Regions from separate parts of the Xenopus laevis genome. Here region 2 is linked to region 1. Evidence: chromatin contacts called from public Hi-C data. All regions are on one chromosome and are shown on one strand. Each heading gives the region's core, a stretch centred on a gene start, on an enhancer-like site or on the middle of the called end of the contact. The rest is flanking DNA. Distances are from core to core; before and after follow the strand shown.

Region 1 (7,816 bases), core at 2,247-4,746:
GTTAGTTGCACATTCCAGAGATACTGGATCAGATGGCACAAATACTTCTGATACAAATGCTTTCTGGAATTTTAGCCATAAAGTGTGTGTGAACTGCTGTTTGTGACTGGAGAGAGAGGTAAAGTTAGAGATAATCATGAAATTAGAAAATTTCAGGAAGAAAAGAATGTACTTATAAGCAACACTGCGCTACTGTGACATATGCGTGATGTCCAGGGGTTTCAACATAAGTAGAGAATGGGTGCCTTAGTAAAAATGAATATATGTAAGATTTTATTTAATTTAAGGGCACTGCATATTAAATAATACAGTGTGCTATCTACAAATAATCTCAGAAGATGATGTCAGCTCTGCTGAATATTTAAAAAATATAAAAGAAACCCATAAGCTCAGTCGCTGTATAGTTTTTTCTATACGATTTTCCCAATCCCTAATATTGATGTACAAAATTTAAAAAAAAAAAAATAAGAATACAAATTCCATTTTGGCAAATAATGATTTTTATTATACAACTATTTACAATTTTTTTGCAAGTACCAAATCGTTTTATATCCCTTCAGAAGGGATCAAAACAATGCTAGCAGAAATTTATGTATTTAAAAAAATATATATACAAAGTTTTTGTAAAGTATAAAAACAAACAGACCCTGCAAAACGGCCAATTCATTTTAAATGCTATACACACATAGAAAGTACGTTGGAGTAACTAACATCGAATGTCCATTAGATGTCGCTGTTTCTTTCCAATTCATGGTAAAAATATTGTGTCTGTCAAACTGAATTAAAATTGCACTTTTCATTAAGAGCACGGGGCTTCTCTGGAACATTTCAGTTCAACTTTACAACAAAAAAAATTGTAATAATATCTGTAATAAAATAGCTGTAACATTCCAGGTCAACCAAGAACTTCAATTCACCTTACCAAAACGCAAGAAAGCAAAATTACAAATATTGTACAAATGCAGAGTAACCAACCCTCCCTTTACAGATAGCGATCTTGTTTTCTCTTTAAATAATTTATTTATATTTCTGGTTACCGCATATTCACCTGGCGATCAGGTTTGATTCTTAAATACTATTTTATACAAGGCTGTATATACATACAAATCCCCCAATAAGAAAATATTTCTTCTTCTTCTTCTTCTTCTTCTTCTTCTGTATAAATAGTCTCCGAGTTGAATATATTACTTTGAGCTAATACAAGTTGATCTCTACATGTGCCTCTTCATATGCAGGGCCAGATGGTCGGATCGGGAGAAGGCTCTCTCACACAGGTGGCACTGGAAGGGTCGGTGACCCGTGTGCTTGCGAAAGTGACGCGTCAGTTCGTCCGATCTTGCGAACTTCCATCCGCAGCCTTCCCAATTACAGTGATATGGTTTCTCTCCTAGAAGAAATCATAAATGAATATCATTATTATATGTATCATATATGTCCCCACACCTTTAAACAGCTGCTAAATAAAACTTAAAGGGTATTCCTGTTTCTTTGATACTTAATTGGTTACACTACAATACTGAACTGTCTTTTACAGATTCTAGAAGTAGTAAGGTAGATTATAAATGGATCATGCTCAATGACAGATATTAGTCCACTAACTGGTAACCTATATATAGAAGATATGTCTTTATTAACCATAATTGCCTTGCTATAACGAATACAGAACTGATCTTGTAAGTTGAAATACCTCATACACACTATAATTATCTCGGCTAAAGACATAATACATTATTCATATTATTAATTCTGCTTCGAACCAGTCATTTTGAGAACACGTTGAACTGCAGTGCAATGGGCATTAAAATCGGTATAGTAGCGTCCCTAGTGGCGGGTGGCGGAATTGCGCTTACCTGTATGCGTTCGCATATGAGCCTTCAGGTGGGAGCTCTTGGTGTAGGTTTTGCCGCAGCCCGGGTACTCGCAGCTGTGAGTGGCAGTTCTTTTCCTGGCCCACGATCTCCGACCCCTCTTTGGTTTGCAGTCATCCGTGGCACTCATGGCAGGGTAATACTCAAGCAAGGGGGAGGAGGGAGGGGTGACAATCATTCCATGCATAGATGGGTGAACCTTCATGGGGTCTCTGTAAACTCCAAATTGTCCATGGAACTGCGCGGGGGGTTGGCTGGTAAAATGAGTGGGGTAGGGGCTTGCCATTGGGTAGTGCTGTGCCATTGACATGAGGGGCAGGCAGTGCAGCTCGGAGATCATGTGGCAGTCATTGGGGGGCATATCCTCTGTGGGCACTGGGGGGCTGAGCCTGTGCTGAGAATAAGCTGGATTGGGAAGGAGTTGGCCATGCATCTGCATGATACCAGCCTTCTGCTCCATAATGGGGCTAATACAGTCTGGGGAAGTAGGGGAGCCGGCACCCAACATACACGACTGCTCAGGTCGCTCCTTTTTAATCTTGTGGCTCAGGTGCTGTAGGTGGTCCGATGACAAATGGCCAGTGGTGTCCATGGCAGATACTCTGAGCTCAGTGTACTTCCTACTATGCATGCTTGCCTTAAGTCCAAAGTCAGGGGACACCTCTATGCAGGGCACATCGGGGGTCAGCAGCTCCGCCACATAACTATGATGGGGACTCCCGGCAAAGCTCCCCCCTCCATATTTCTGATTGGCAGTGTAGGATCCATCACTATCATAGGTGGTACTGCAGCTCTCAGGGGTCTCGGGCAATGGGTAGGGGCCGCCATGTCCCACCGGGGTACCACCATTCTGGCTGCTGCTCGTGTGAGCCAATATAAAGTCCAAGTCAACGAATTTCCCCAGGTCATCCTCTTCCTTCTTAATGCAATGCTCAATCATGGTGTAGCTCATATCAGCCAGTGGTCTCAGCTCCTCCATAGTCATGTCCTGTGAAAGAACAACAAGAGAGCAAAGTTAGACCTTGTTTCTCAGGCGCCCACTTAGCACAGCACTGAGACTCCCGTGCCCACAGTTGGTACATGTCAGAGCAGAGCGCTAGCACGGCTATATTATTATTATTAACACTGGGAAACCTGTAGAACGAGTTGCTCCCCTTCAGCCTAATAGTCACGGGCTGGGACACTTAGCAAACACCGTGGCTGCTGCTGTGCAAATAACTAGAAATCTTTTCAAGAGTTTCTTTTGCTCCCCTTGTGTTTCTTTAACTCGGGACATTTCTCAGACTCCCAATTCCTCTTATAATAAACTTGCACGTTACTGCAGAGATAAGAGCCCTGGACAGACTTGGACATATAATATTAACATAATGTTACATTAGTGTAAGTCTTGCTCTAAAGCTCTTACATGACATTTTGGCAGTAGAAAATCTATTTTTTTTTTTTTGGCAGAAAAGCTGTACTTACCGACACCATGCCAAGCTGCTTGTCTTCCAGCGGTTGAAGGGTTGAGAAAGCCACACTCATCCTAACGTGCTCCCCAGGCAGCAGCACCAGGCTTGCAGGTGACTTATAAGCAGGGAGCCCGACTATAGAACTCCAGCAGTAGCACGAGCAGTTGTCTCTTGAAACTTTCTCAGCCAACTCTCCAGATCCCCCAGCTGTGTCGCTTGTTAAGGTCTTCAGGCTGTCACGATTGGTGAATACTAATGAAAAGGCTTCTTCTGATTGGTAGAAAGGTTGGATGTGTTTGTACACATATACTGGATCCCTTACTAGACTCTGCCACTGGCCACGCCCACACCCTCAGGCTAATTGTCAGGTCTGGGATACATGATTAGAACACACAGGGAACGTGTAAAGAAGTGGCAGAGAGAGATGAAACTCAGCAAACAACTCAGGACACTTCAGTTCGTTAGAATTACAAGTTTTGCTGAGAAGAACAAGAGAGAAGAAATAAAATGACGCTTCATCTAACAGCAAATGCTGTTAACCATTAATGTACATCCAACTAGGGAACTTATTATTTATAAACAATACACTATATATATATATATATATATATTGAATTTACTGTGGCAGCTGGATAGAACACACAGGGACTGCTGTAGGCAATTTATCATTGATAATTGAATTGAATAGTATTTAAGAGGATTCTGCTGAACTTCTTAGCAGCACTGCTGTCAGTAGCAGCAATTGCATCGCATGCCAGAAGGAGGTGCAGCACTAGCAGCGACATAACGTGTGCACTGGCACTGAGCTTTCTGCATGTTGGGCTAACCCAGTAAAGAATAAGAGTTGGTTGAAAAAAAAGCAAATAAAACACAAACTAGTAATAATCTCAATAAAAAGCAAAACATGAAAAAAAACCCCCCCAAATAAAAACAAGCCAGAACTGACACTTTGAAATATAGGCTGAGGGGGGATGGGCAAAGATGGGACCTGTGTGGGAGGAATAGCTGCTATCTAAATTAACATATGTCTCCTTCTGCAACTTTATTAATTAGGGATGGGCTCTGACTCCTCGCCAGCAATGATATAAGATAAATTATGTACCTGCCAATCATGGCTTATAGATTTTCTATTTTGCTGGTGTCTCAAGAGAAAGTAGGAAGAATCCAAAGGGGGGGGGGTATATATATCTATATATATATATAAGTTCAACTTCTGATCGTAATAAAAAAAAGTTAAATAAATTGCGTTGGGTAGAAAATGTTGCTGCTTGTATGGAATCTGGAGCAGTTCAGTTTGATGCACTTGGCCCTGCACTGCTCCTTTCCACCTTTGCACAACATCACAAAGCATGTCCCAACCTCTGGCAGTCGCTGGTAAAGCACACTGGTAAAGCACACTGCTGTTCTAAGCTTTGGGACTTTTAGCAACGCTACATTGTTAGGCTCTTAAAACTTTCTTTCCAAAGGGGACACTAATGATTCACCAGAATCTAAAATGGTTAAATGCTGTGCTGCGTCTGTTTTTGTTAAATAGGGGCTTTCCTCTTCTAATAAAATCCCAGAAGAATGTTAATGAAACTTTACTGACGAGACATTATTTATGCCGCTAAATAACTTTTTCTTGTCTGTCCTTCAGGCTAAAAGACGTGCTAAAGACGCAGAATTGGGAGCTACATGTATTCTTAAAAGTTCTGGGGGGGGGGGTAGAATTAGAGAGAGAGCACGGGAGCAGAGGGCGAGAATCTAATTTGGCGCTTATTCAGCTGATAGAGAGAATCTGCCTCTTCATTGAGACGGTTCAATTTGTTAAGGAGAGATAAGGCTTATCCCCAATTCCAGCCTACCCCCTCTCTTTCTGAGAAGCTTCTTGTTTTTCTGCTCAGCCTTTGCACTAACTCCTCGCTGCAGCTTGTTGCACTGTCTGTGTGCGTCTGGCACAGCAGCATAAGGTCGGGGCTCAACAGGCAGGTTATATTTAATTGTTAATTGTTAATTGTTAATGTAGTATAACATCACTCTGTGATCCAAAATTATCCCTTATTAAAAGTTCACCCACCTCCTAAAGTCTGTGATACAATTTGACTGCAACAATAAAACTGATCGCCCTCTGTCTGTTCCCTCTATCTAGTGCAGCTCATTGTAGATTGTACAAGTAGGGACACGATTGTTGTTCGTCTGCAATTAACCTCTTGGCTCCAACCAAGGGACCGGCAGCAGTGAATGGTTCCGCTAGAGAGATTGTTAAGAAGCATTAGATAAGTCTGGTTGGTGTGGCTGCTGCATATAACTATTACTTATCTTCTAGTTCGTTTCCCCTAAACACGTGTATTAGGATATCATGTATTATATGTAGGAATAAAGCATGATCTGCTTATGTGTGCTTATCATGGGTGTGGGAGCTGCCAGATTGCTCAATCTAAACAGTAAATCTCTGCAGATCTCAAAAGAATATCAATACCTAGCAGGATCTGGCTCTTATGGTGTCTTGGAACTAATGTGCCAATTACTCTTAATTTTTAATCCAACCTCATATATATATTAAATATTATTGTTTTGGCACAGGAAACCGAAATGGTTATTTAAAGTGGGAATGAATGGAATTAAAAGGGTTGTTCGCCTTTAAATTAACTGCTAGTATGATGTAGAGAGTGATATTCTGAGACCGTTTGCAATTGTTAGTTTGCAATATTTGTTAGTTCCAGCTAGGTGGTAATGTTTTATTGATATCTGTGGGGTGCCTCTGTAAGAGAGCACAATTTGGCAGCTCCTACATCTAGGAGTTTGTTTTCGAATTATAATATGACAATGAGCCTGCATCAGTGACAACTTTACCAGCTAAATATCAATTACAGGGTTTGGATACTGTAATAAAAGTAATAAGGGAGCTGCGAGGGAACGATACAAACAGGCACAGACAGTAGTGACACGGATAATAGAGTATTCTAATGAGTTCATTGCAAGGTACCAAAGTGTAGCAGCCAAGCTGAGAAGAAGGTACAAGAGAGTCTCTGATCCATTCAAATGGAGCTTGGCCCCAATTGTATTCATAGCAGTGTCACTTTAGCACAATGGCACTTTGATGTGTTTAGCCTTACACCTTGGCTGGTATCACCTGTGGCACCAGCTAGATGGACCATGCTGGGGAAGGAGACTTTATGAAAGAATATTCTAATTAGCAGTACGTTTCATTAACTGCATAATTAAATCTGATCATGATGTAGCAAAAAGTCTGCATGGCAGGATAAATGCAACTATAAAGGCTGATGGGCGATTTGAAGCTTGCTGGGTTTGCGATTAACTTTAAACTTTAACTTTATAAAATATCAGAAATGGGAGAACAATTGATCTGTCGCCAATTAAAAAAACGTAATTAAAATAAAGTGGCTTTGACTCTGCAGCGGAGGACAACCAATGTTTCGATTCAGGACAGCCAACGTTTCATACCAGTGACAGAGCGACCAAAAAAAATATCACCAGTGTATCGATTCTAGTGAATATTATATTTTATGAAAGTGTGGCAAGTATTGGCTTATATAAAGTGCATGCAGAGGGTAATCTACAGTTGTGTGCCTAATATCCCTGGAGATGTAAATGAACATGTGGGTAATGAGCATTACATGACAATTGACCAAAATTCCCTTATGAAAACAAGTGACACGATCTCACCCTTTCATTGTGCATTTGTATGGGAAAGTGAAAAGCATGGCGTGTTTGTTATGCTTGCCATTATCATGCACCCGGAGTGTAAATACTACTGGAGAAGCGTCTATGCAGGGGAATTTCCAACTGGTTCATACTGGCAGTGATGTTGTAGGTCCGCAAGTGGCCAACTGTGCCTGAGTGGATTATCATGATTGATTACCTCTTCATATGGATGATATGCCATTGTTTGTGTGACCTGAAGGGGGCCTACTTCTAACAAAACGGTACTAAAGTACTTTGAACGGCCCTGTACTTGAACACAGTAACAATAGTATTCTGATATTTATATGTCCCTGTTTGCTTTACCTAGTGATGGTGTCTTTCCCCCTTTCTCCAAGGGCGATTTTGGCACGATCCAATGCGATTCGCAAAAACGCTGGAGTCAAGTCGGATGCAATGGAAATAAGATAAGTAATAGCAATGTTGGATGGTGTTGCAGCATTCGTCCGATGCGACTGTCGGATGCAGACAGAGTTCCATTGCATCCGACTTGACTCCTATGTTTTTGCGCAGCGTGTCGAATCGCGCCAAAATCGTCCGTGGAGTTCTACCCTTAAGGTGGCCATAGATGCAAAGATCCGATCGTTCGAATCCTCAAACGGTCTGACTTATTGGACTTCCCCATCTCCCGAACCTGCCACTAAACTTTCAGATCAAATAAAGTAGAAAAAGAACAGATCAGCCGATGTTCTGCCCCTACAGCAATCATACGAAAGTTATGTCAGACAAAAGCTAGTGATAGTCTCACACTAAAGATCGTTAGATCGGCAATACACGCAGAGATATTATTGGCAG
Region 2 (7,816 bases), core at 3,614-6,113, 120 kb after region 1:
CAGTCTGAACTGTGTCCCTGTACATAAAAAGAGCATGGGCAGCTGAGAACATGTATCATTCAAATGAATTGTGTCGCCATCTATTAGCTCATTGTGTGCGTCCCATTCATACCTGAGCTATTTCTTCAGTCTGCTAAGAAATAATATCCTGGATTAAATCCAATAACATCATCATGCAAGGTTCCTATTCTTAAACAAAAAGGTCACTGGGAAGTGTTTACCACTGTAGTTGAATGAGAGGAGAATTGTATATACAGTTCTCTGAAAGAAATTGGTAATGGAATCACAATATGATGGGAGGACTAATAACTGTATATCTTCCTGACACGGCTTCACCCAGGCCATCATTTCCTTAAAGGGATCCACATGCATTTGCACAGGCCATACATTTTCCTAAAGGTACCCTGGCCCAGCTTCGCCCATGCCAAATGTTTACCTGGCCATTGATTTCCCTAAAGGGACCCTAAAACACTTCACCCAAGCCATACAGGACACTGATACAGCTTCACAAATGCCATGCATTACCCTAAAAGAATCATGGCATAGCGTAACCTAGAGACTTAGCTGCAAGGCACATTAGGGCCACCCACCTAAAGTTGTCATCCTAGGCACGAGCCTCCAAGTGCCTACATAGAAATACAGCCTTTGTAAATTGCTGTCTTTTAGCACAAGCACCGCTGTAGACTTGGTACGAACATCTGCCTTTCAGAAGAGATCAGCAATGCAGCTCAGGCCATGGCAAATTTTCTTAAGCTATCCATACACAAACCAATAATATAGTGTGATTAATGGGAAGCGTATGCTGGCTCACTATCCCAAATTATATTTATGTTCTATGAATGTTGGTCAGATACATATGATAACATTACCAAACTGAAGGCTGCACCAGGAAACTTTGGTCCTTATATAAGAGATATTTCTTCACATGCTGTCATATGAATTAGCAAGGCATATTGTTGTTATTTTCACTTTAGGGGTTACTATTGCTACACAGCTTCCTGTCCTGCCATGTTTCCTGATTGGCAGCTAAAAGCTGGTTTCTCAAACAATGATATTCCTGATTGTTATTATTATTGATATTTTTAATTTCCCTCATTATGTAACTGTGACGCTGCTGAAGGAAGTCTTTGGATAACCTTTTAAAAATGAATTCATAATAACCTACCAGTTAGTAGCACTTAAATAACGTACTGTATACTTAAATGTCAAAATCAGACTGTCTTTCACCTCCACTCTTATCCCTCTGGCAATCACTGGAAAGATATCCGCTTTTTTCTTTGTGGTCAATTGCTGGATCTGAGGGAACAATGGCATAGGTTAAGGCTGTGGACTCAAAGGCTCCACTGCTCACAGCCTGAAGTGGATCCACTCTGTGTCCCTACTCAATTTATTTGAATCTGCAGTGCGGAAGCTGAGATCAGCCCAAATACGTGAAAGGAGGCATATCTGGGCTGACCTTCGCTGTGTGTATGTGCACGCAGGTAGCTCAGATTCAAATCAATTGAGCAGGGACATGGAGTGGATTCAACTTTCTCACACTGCAAAAATAAGCAGGGTGAGAGCAGCAGCCAGCAGGGCTCTTCAGCCTGTGTGCCCACAGCCATGGAGGCCTATAAATCAACAATCTCATTTTCGTGGTTTTAGAGGTTTTTGAAACCATGACTAAACTCACGTTATCTAAAACTGCAAATGTCATGAAAAAGTGCCTTAGAATACTACTGTCCACAGAATACTAAAATGCAGTTTATCAAATTTTCAGACAAATAATTGGTCTTGAAGACTAACTGCTTCAGTTTTTCTTGTTTAAAAATTAAACAAGATTAAAAGATTAAAATTAAAAATCATGGTAAAACACAACCATCATTTCCCCAAATTGTCGCAAACTCAGAGTCCTTTTTCCAAGATTTTGCACAATTTATTGAAATAAAAACTAAAAATGACAATAACACCATCTAACACATATTTGAAATGGCGTGGGAATCGTCATTATTCGAACAAATTGAAAATCATGTTTTCTTCTTCAATTTCATGCCATTCATGATTTATGAGGTTGCTTGAATAAGAATTTGATTCACAATATGCCTATTTGTGATTTTTCATTGTCATGGGGAAAAAAATGCAGAAAAAAAATCTATATTTTTTGCATTATTTTTAATAAATGTGCCCCTAGGTGATGTATGCCTGCTGTATATATATAGAAGTTGTTGTTTTGTAAGCAGTTGGTTGTTTTTTATCTTGTATTTTCCTATAAGTATTCTAGTTACTCAACAACTAAGAGAGCTATTTCATGGTATACCTCCGATGGTATTATTAGAATTCAGAAAGTCCACGCCTCACTTTACACCCCACCATCATTAAGTTATAAGCATAAAACCATATCCTCAGCAGGGAAGCTCAACTGCCTTTGGCAGATAGGATTCTTTAGAAAAGCCTAACTCTGAAGTTAAATGTTATTGCTGGAGTTTTATAGAGGGGTTTCATGTACTTTTTTCTTCCTACCAATAGAAATTGCAGGTGCTCAGGTGAGACTTGGACACATTACAGACCTGCCTTAGCCTGCAGCTTTATGTACCTCACCCCAACACTCAAATGACCCCCTGCCTGGTGGAATGAGAGAAAACAGGACTTAATCAATAAACATTAACAGCATGAACATTAAGGTCTTTATTCCTGTCTGATTGGGAAGCAGAAAATGTACTTAGTGCAGTGGATCATATAAACTGGCCTCTAATCTTCTGTAACACCAAAGACCCTCCCAAGCCCACTTTATGTATACTTTGTTTAATTACAGTTGTGCCAATCAGTAGTGATTGCCATGCAGACCCATATAACTGAGTTTCATGCCTGAGTGCCTGTAATGAATGATCCCATCAGTTACACTTGGGATCTTTAACACTTTGATTAGCTTTGGAGACACGTATGACACTCAAAGGGAAAAAACCTTACATTTTAAATGATCAAAATCATCATAATTTAGTATTCCAACACTTCACTGATCCATATCATCTCAAGTGGCAAATACATATTTTTTTGTGCAAGTAGCTTGATAGAAAGCAGAAATATAAACTGTTAGGTAGGTAGTAAAACATGAGGGAGCCTTTGTGATTTAAATGTGCAGCGCACGCATTTATGCGCGCATTATGCAATGCAATACTGCATTTTTTTTTACCCACAATGCAGAATTCCCCCTCATAATTACAGAATAATTGTGGATGTGAAGGGGAATTGTGCCGGATGCCGTTTAAATAAGTGTGCTTGTTGATAAGGATGAGAGAAATATTTAGCTGAGAAAAAACACCCCTAGACTATAATGGATAGTAAAAAACCCAACCATTGATGCAATGCGTTTTGCTAATTTTTTGCCGTTTTGCGAATTAGTTGCAAAGCAAAACATGTCAGATTTGCCCATCACTAAGCCACTTGCACTTGGTAGTCAGAATGTTGTCACTTCTGCCACTCACTGGATGTGATTCTTAAGACTGCACTCAATTTGAAAAAGGAGGTGGGAAAGACTGAGTGGCGCCAAGCGCAAATGCAAGGAGCTCCATTTGACGCAAATACCTTTAATCTCAATTCCACTTGGGATAGTAAATGACCCCTGGTTGCTTTGAAATATGGTTTGGTATTATTGGGGTAACTGTGTCTCCTTCTGTGTCTGTATGCTGTAAGGATGATATAGTTAAGAGATTGATAAGTAGGATGCACCGAATCCGCTATTTGGGGTTCACCCGAATCACCAAATCCTTCATGAAAGATTTGGCTGAATACCGAACCAAATCTGAATCCTAATTTGCATATCCAAATTATTGAAAGGAAGGTAAAAAGTTTAAAAAATTTTTTTCTACTTCCTTGTTTTGTGACAAAAAGTTACGAGATTTCCCTTCCCGCCCCTAATTTGTAAATTAAGATTCGGTTCAGCCAGGCACAAGGATTCGTCCCATTCCGAATCATGCTGGAAAAGGCCTAATCCTGGCCGAATCCCGAACCGAATCCTGGATTGGGTGCAACCCTATTGATAAGATTTCGTTTTGGTAGTTCCTGCACATAGGAAGGGAGTAATGCAATGATATATATCATTGGGTATATGTAACCAGTCACAATCCCTACTGGCTAGTAATGTAGCTGCTGTTGACAGATGGGAAATGACAGATGGTGCGTTGTGTCACCTGTGGAAATCTCCTCTTCCTCAAGTGACAAAACACCCAAAAATAACTTGTGATCAAGAAGAATGGAGATCGGCACACATAAAACTCTTAACATGCAGCAATCAGGAGCCATTATTTTAAAATGTTTTTATTCAGATTTTACAACAGTTAGACCTGATCAACACATGTAAGTGTTTTACATACAACAATTTGCATTCTTCCGGATTGAACAGTACATAGCATTTTGTCGCCTGCAGGAGAGGAGTTTTTCCTTAGGGTGTATCTGCCTTGTAGTGATGAAGACCATAAAATTCTTGCCTAGAAACTGATACTCGGCTCCATAAATAATCTAATTTGGTTTCAGTTTACATTAGAATCCCACACCAACAAAAGTGGGTTTTCTGGGGCTTTAATTTTCAGGGTAGAGAATTGAAATTACAGGTTACAAGTTTGGTGTGGCCAGGTCTACCTGTCTCATCTTCAGGTGAGGAGAATATAAAAGGAAGGTCTCCTATGGAGAAGCCCACTGGCTCTGTGTTTAGTTCCCTGCTGTTAATAACTTGCTCTGACCAGGCAGGCCAAAGGCTAAGGCAGGTCTGTGATTTTAAACCCTGCTGTGCAGAATAAATAGCTGACTGCTGTGAATGGCTACAGAGAGGAGGCCTACGGCACCTTTACAATAGACTCCCTGGGGAAGAGAATGGGAGCCATTACAAAGAGGAAGGCAGGTAGTAATGGCTGAATGAAAAGATGGCCACGTTTCAAAGCTGGAGACGGCTCTACTTGCAGGTTTCTCAGAGTGGCAAGCACCTTGCAACTCAAGGACTCTCACCAAACACAGGGTGAGTTTCAGTCATTCAAAAATGACCAAAGACAATCATATTTTTTACATTCCAAGTATGTTTTGCATTTTAATAAAGTGATACAAAAAAGGTAGAGTGAAAGTCTGACTTTACGTTTCATTAACACACATATGAAGAAAGGTTAGAAAAGCAGCAAAAAATCCCAACATTAAAGAAAGAGGCCAAAAAGTGATCCACGTTGAAAGGGCATAGTAATGCAGAATGAGCATATCTTATCTTTCATTTGAACCTAAACCTAGCCTTTAGAAAAAATAAATCTGTTCTAATTGCACAGATACATGTTACCACCTGTGACTATAGGGGAAATCTACTAAAGGGCAGAATTTCGCTTCTGAAGGCTCCACCACACTTCATGCAACTTCGTCAAACATTAATTCGAAGCGCATGCGCTAATTCATTAAAATGAGGTTACGTCCCGGCAGATGAATGCTGGTGAGGTTTCATCAGTACGAGCATTTCTAATCGAATGTTCGCTAGCGTTATTTTCTTCCTAGCGAAACTTCAATAACACACTTACGCTTAGGTCAATTTAAACAGGGCAGGTACAAATAGGTCATATATATGTCTTTATTAGAGATGTCAGTGAAATTGCTTATTATTAAAAATGTCCAAAATAAAAACAATAGAGCTCTAGACATGAGCCCACCCTAGTGAATTAGCGATGTCCCTGCGGATTGGATTTCTGGTGAATTTTCACTAGCAATGGAAACTTCGCCCTTTAGTAAATTTCCCCCTTTGTCTCATGCTTCCTATGTACAGGTTAACAGTGACATTGGATCCATTCACTGGCATGAGAAGAAAACAGCTACTGACTCCAACGCATTTAGTTCGATAAAAATTTGCTTCTCTCCAGTAGGCAGGCTGGAAGTGTTTGGCTGGACTAACAGGCACAATGTTGGCCTGAGTGCAGCTACATGAAGTGAAGCGGAAGTCGACCCAAAATGTGCAAAAGCATGTGTTTTTCATGCCCACTTCTGCTCCATGTTGCTGTACTCAGGCCAACACTGCGCTTATTAGTGCTGCTAAGCGTGGAAGCGTAATGGAGTGTATCTGCTCCGGAACATATGCGGGACATACATATATCAGTGTGCTCTTGCCCTTAATTTTTGAAATATATAAATTGATAAGATTACTATGTCCGCTACAAGTTTAAATTCCCCACAGGGCTTTCTTGTACACCTACCTGAATGTGGTATATAATTGGTGGGAGGTAAAAGAATTTTTTTTAAAAATAATTCCTGTTAATGTTGATGATTACATTGCTCCAAAAGTGTTCACTTTTCTGGCCCTACTTGCAGTTTCATTTGATGCCTAAAGAATTTAACATACAACAACCACTGTTCCTAAATTCTAATTGTAGCACTGCTCTATGCAAATCATTATACCTGGGTTAACATGGCTTTTGGATTACAGCAAGCATCTGACACCGAGGCCATTATGACAGTTACAAATATATAGATTGTGTATATTGATGTTTCCCCCCTAAAACACATTATCTGAGTGGCAATCCCAGACCATGCCTGCAGGTTATCGACCCACGTATGTGGCAAAAACAACAGACTTTGACCGATAACTAGGCACTTTCAAAATTCTGTTGCACGAGGGCCTGGGTGCCAAATAGAATGACCAGATGTTCTGCTTTAAAAGGATAGTAAAGCTGGCCATAGATGTGTAGATTATAGTCTATGTAGGACGAACGATTGTCCTTCCGACCTGTAACTAACCATTCAGATTTAATAAAGTAGTAAAGAGAACAAATCAAAGTTATGAAAGTTATGTCCGACAAATAATAGTGACAATCACCCATTGATACCGTCAGATAGGCAAGACACGCAGAGATCTTATTGTTAGCCGATATATATCTTTTAACCTGTCCAATGACCTCTCACCTTAGTCTCAAGCAGGATGTGAATTTGTCACTGACATAATAATGTTGAGGATGTAGCTTTATCTTATCAATTTGCCAGGTATAACCTGGGTTAACAGACTCTGGAGAAAAGGGTAAAGGATTGGAAAGTTCGTACTTTGATAAAGTTGCAGAGTAACAATCATTCGCCTGAGCGAAAATTCACCTGCCGAAACTTCTCTAGCGCTGAGCTTTTTCTCTAGTCAATTGTCCTCTTTGCCTTTTAGTAAATTGATGATGTCCATACAAATTGTAATTTTGGTGTATTTTCACTTAAAAAGCCCACTTTGCCCTTAAGTGTTGGACTATGGAAGCAGTGGCCCACCAGGGATGTGACTTCAAGGGCCTCCCACATAACCTTCAGGGCCCCCTCCCAACGTATGCGCAAATGGGTGAATGTTACCACAGCATCCCGTAACTTTTACCTCTTTATTTGAAATCTTTGCAGAGGCACAGGGCGCAGCTGGCAGGGGAGTAGACCTGGGTCGGCAGGGCCCCATGAGGGCCAGGCCAGGTTTTCTCCCATTTTCCTGCCGTCCCAGTCTGAACATGCACACCTATATAAACATCATGTTTGAAGGAACTTGCTACAGCACTTGACTTGTTACGTTTTGTCTCCTGTCCTCCAGCACGGATCCCAAAACATCAGGAAACATCTTGATGTCAGTAGAACTTGATGGTTTAATATATGATGGATAAAACTAAAAAAAACTGATTAAAATATGTTTGTCTTTCTCTAAGTATGTTGTTATTAACACTGTACATATTTATATGATGAATAAATTAATTGATATCTTTTGTATAAGTCAAAAATATATGGTAGTGTATATTTATATTAAAAATGCAACAAACCTGTCTGATAAGTATGCTGCCCCCACCCCGTCACTACTGTATTCATGACA

The links. Hi-C and Micro-C count contacts between places; a contact is called where the count stands out from the background.
Region 2: a contact with region 1 is called in a Hi-C map of animal cap, with 3 times the contacts expected there. The contact joins the enhancer-like site here to the promoter of klf17.L in region 1. A contact is called at or near these places in 2 of 4 Hi-C or Micro-C datasets (the XL177 cell line and animal cap).

What each region holds. Positions count from the first base shown.
Region 1 is chr4L:86,667,631-86,675,446 of Xenopus_laevis_v10.1, forward strand. klf17.L (Kruppel-like factor 17 L homeolog) reads right to left here and starts at 3,497. Exons shown (of 3, transcript NM_001088664.1): 1 at 3,333-3,497; 2 at 1,851-2,856; 3 at 483-1,387. The coding sequence starts at 3,392. The coding sequence ends at 1,212.
Region 2 is chr4L:86,784,933-86,792,748 of Xenopus_laevis_v10.1, forward strand. No RefSeq gene overlaps it. Among protein-coding and RNA genes, the nearest start is that of LOC108714277, 24 kb to the right of the region's middle. Within about 2 kb of position 4,864, at least 1 of the 7 cell types and tissues checked has an H3K27ac peak or open chromatin away from gene starts, as enhancers often do. A contact at or near this core is called in animal cap, where this site is marked.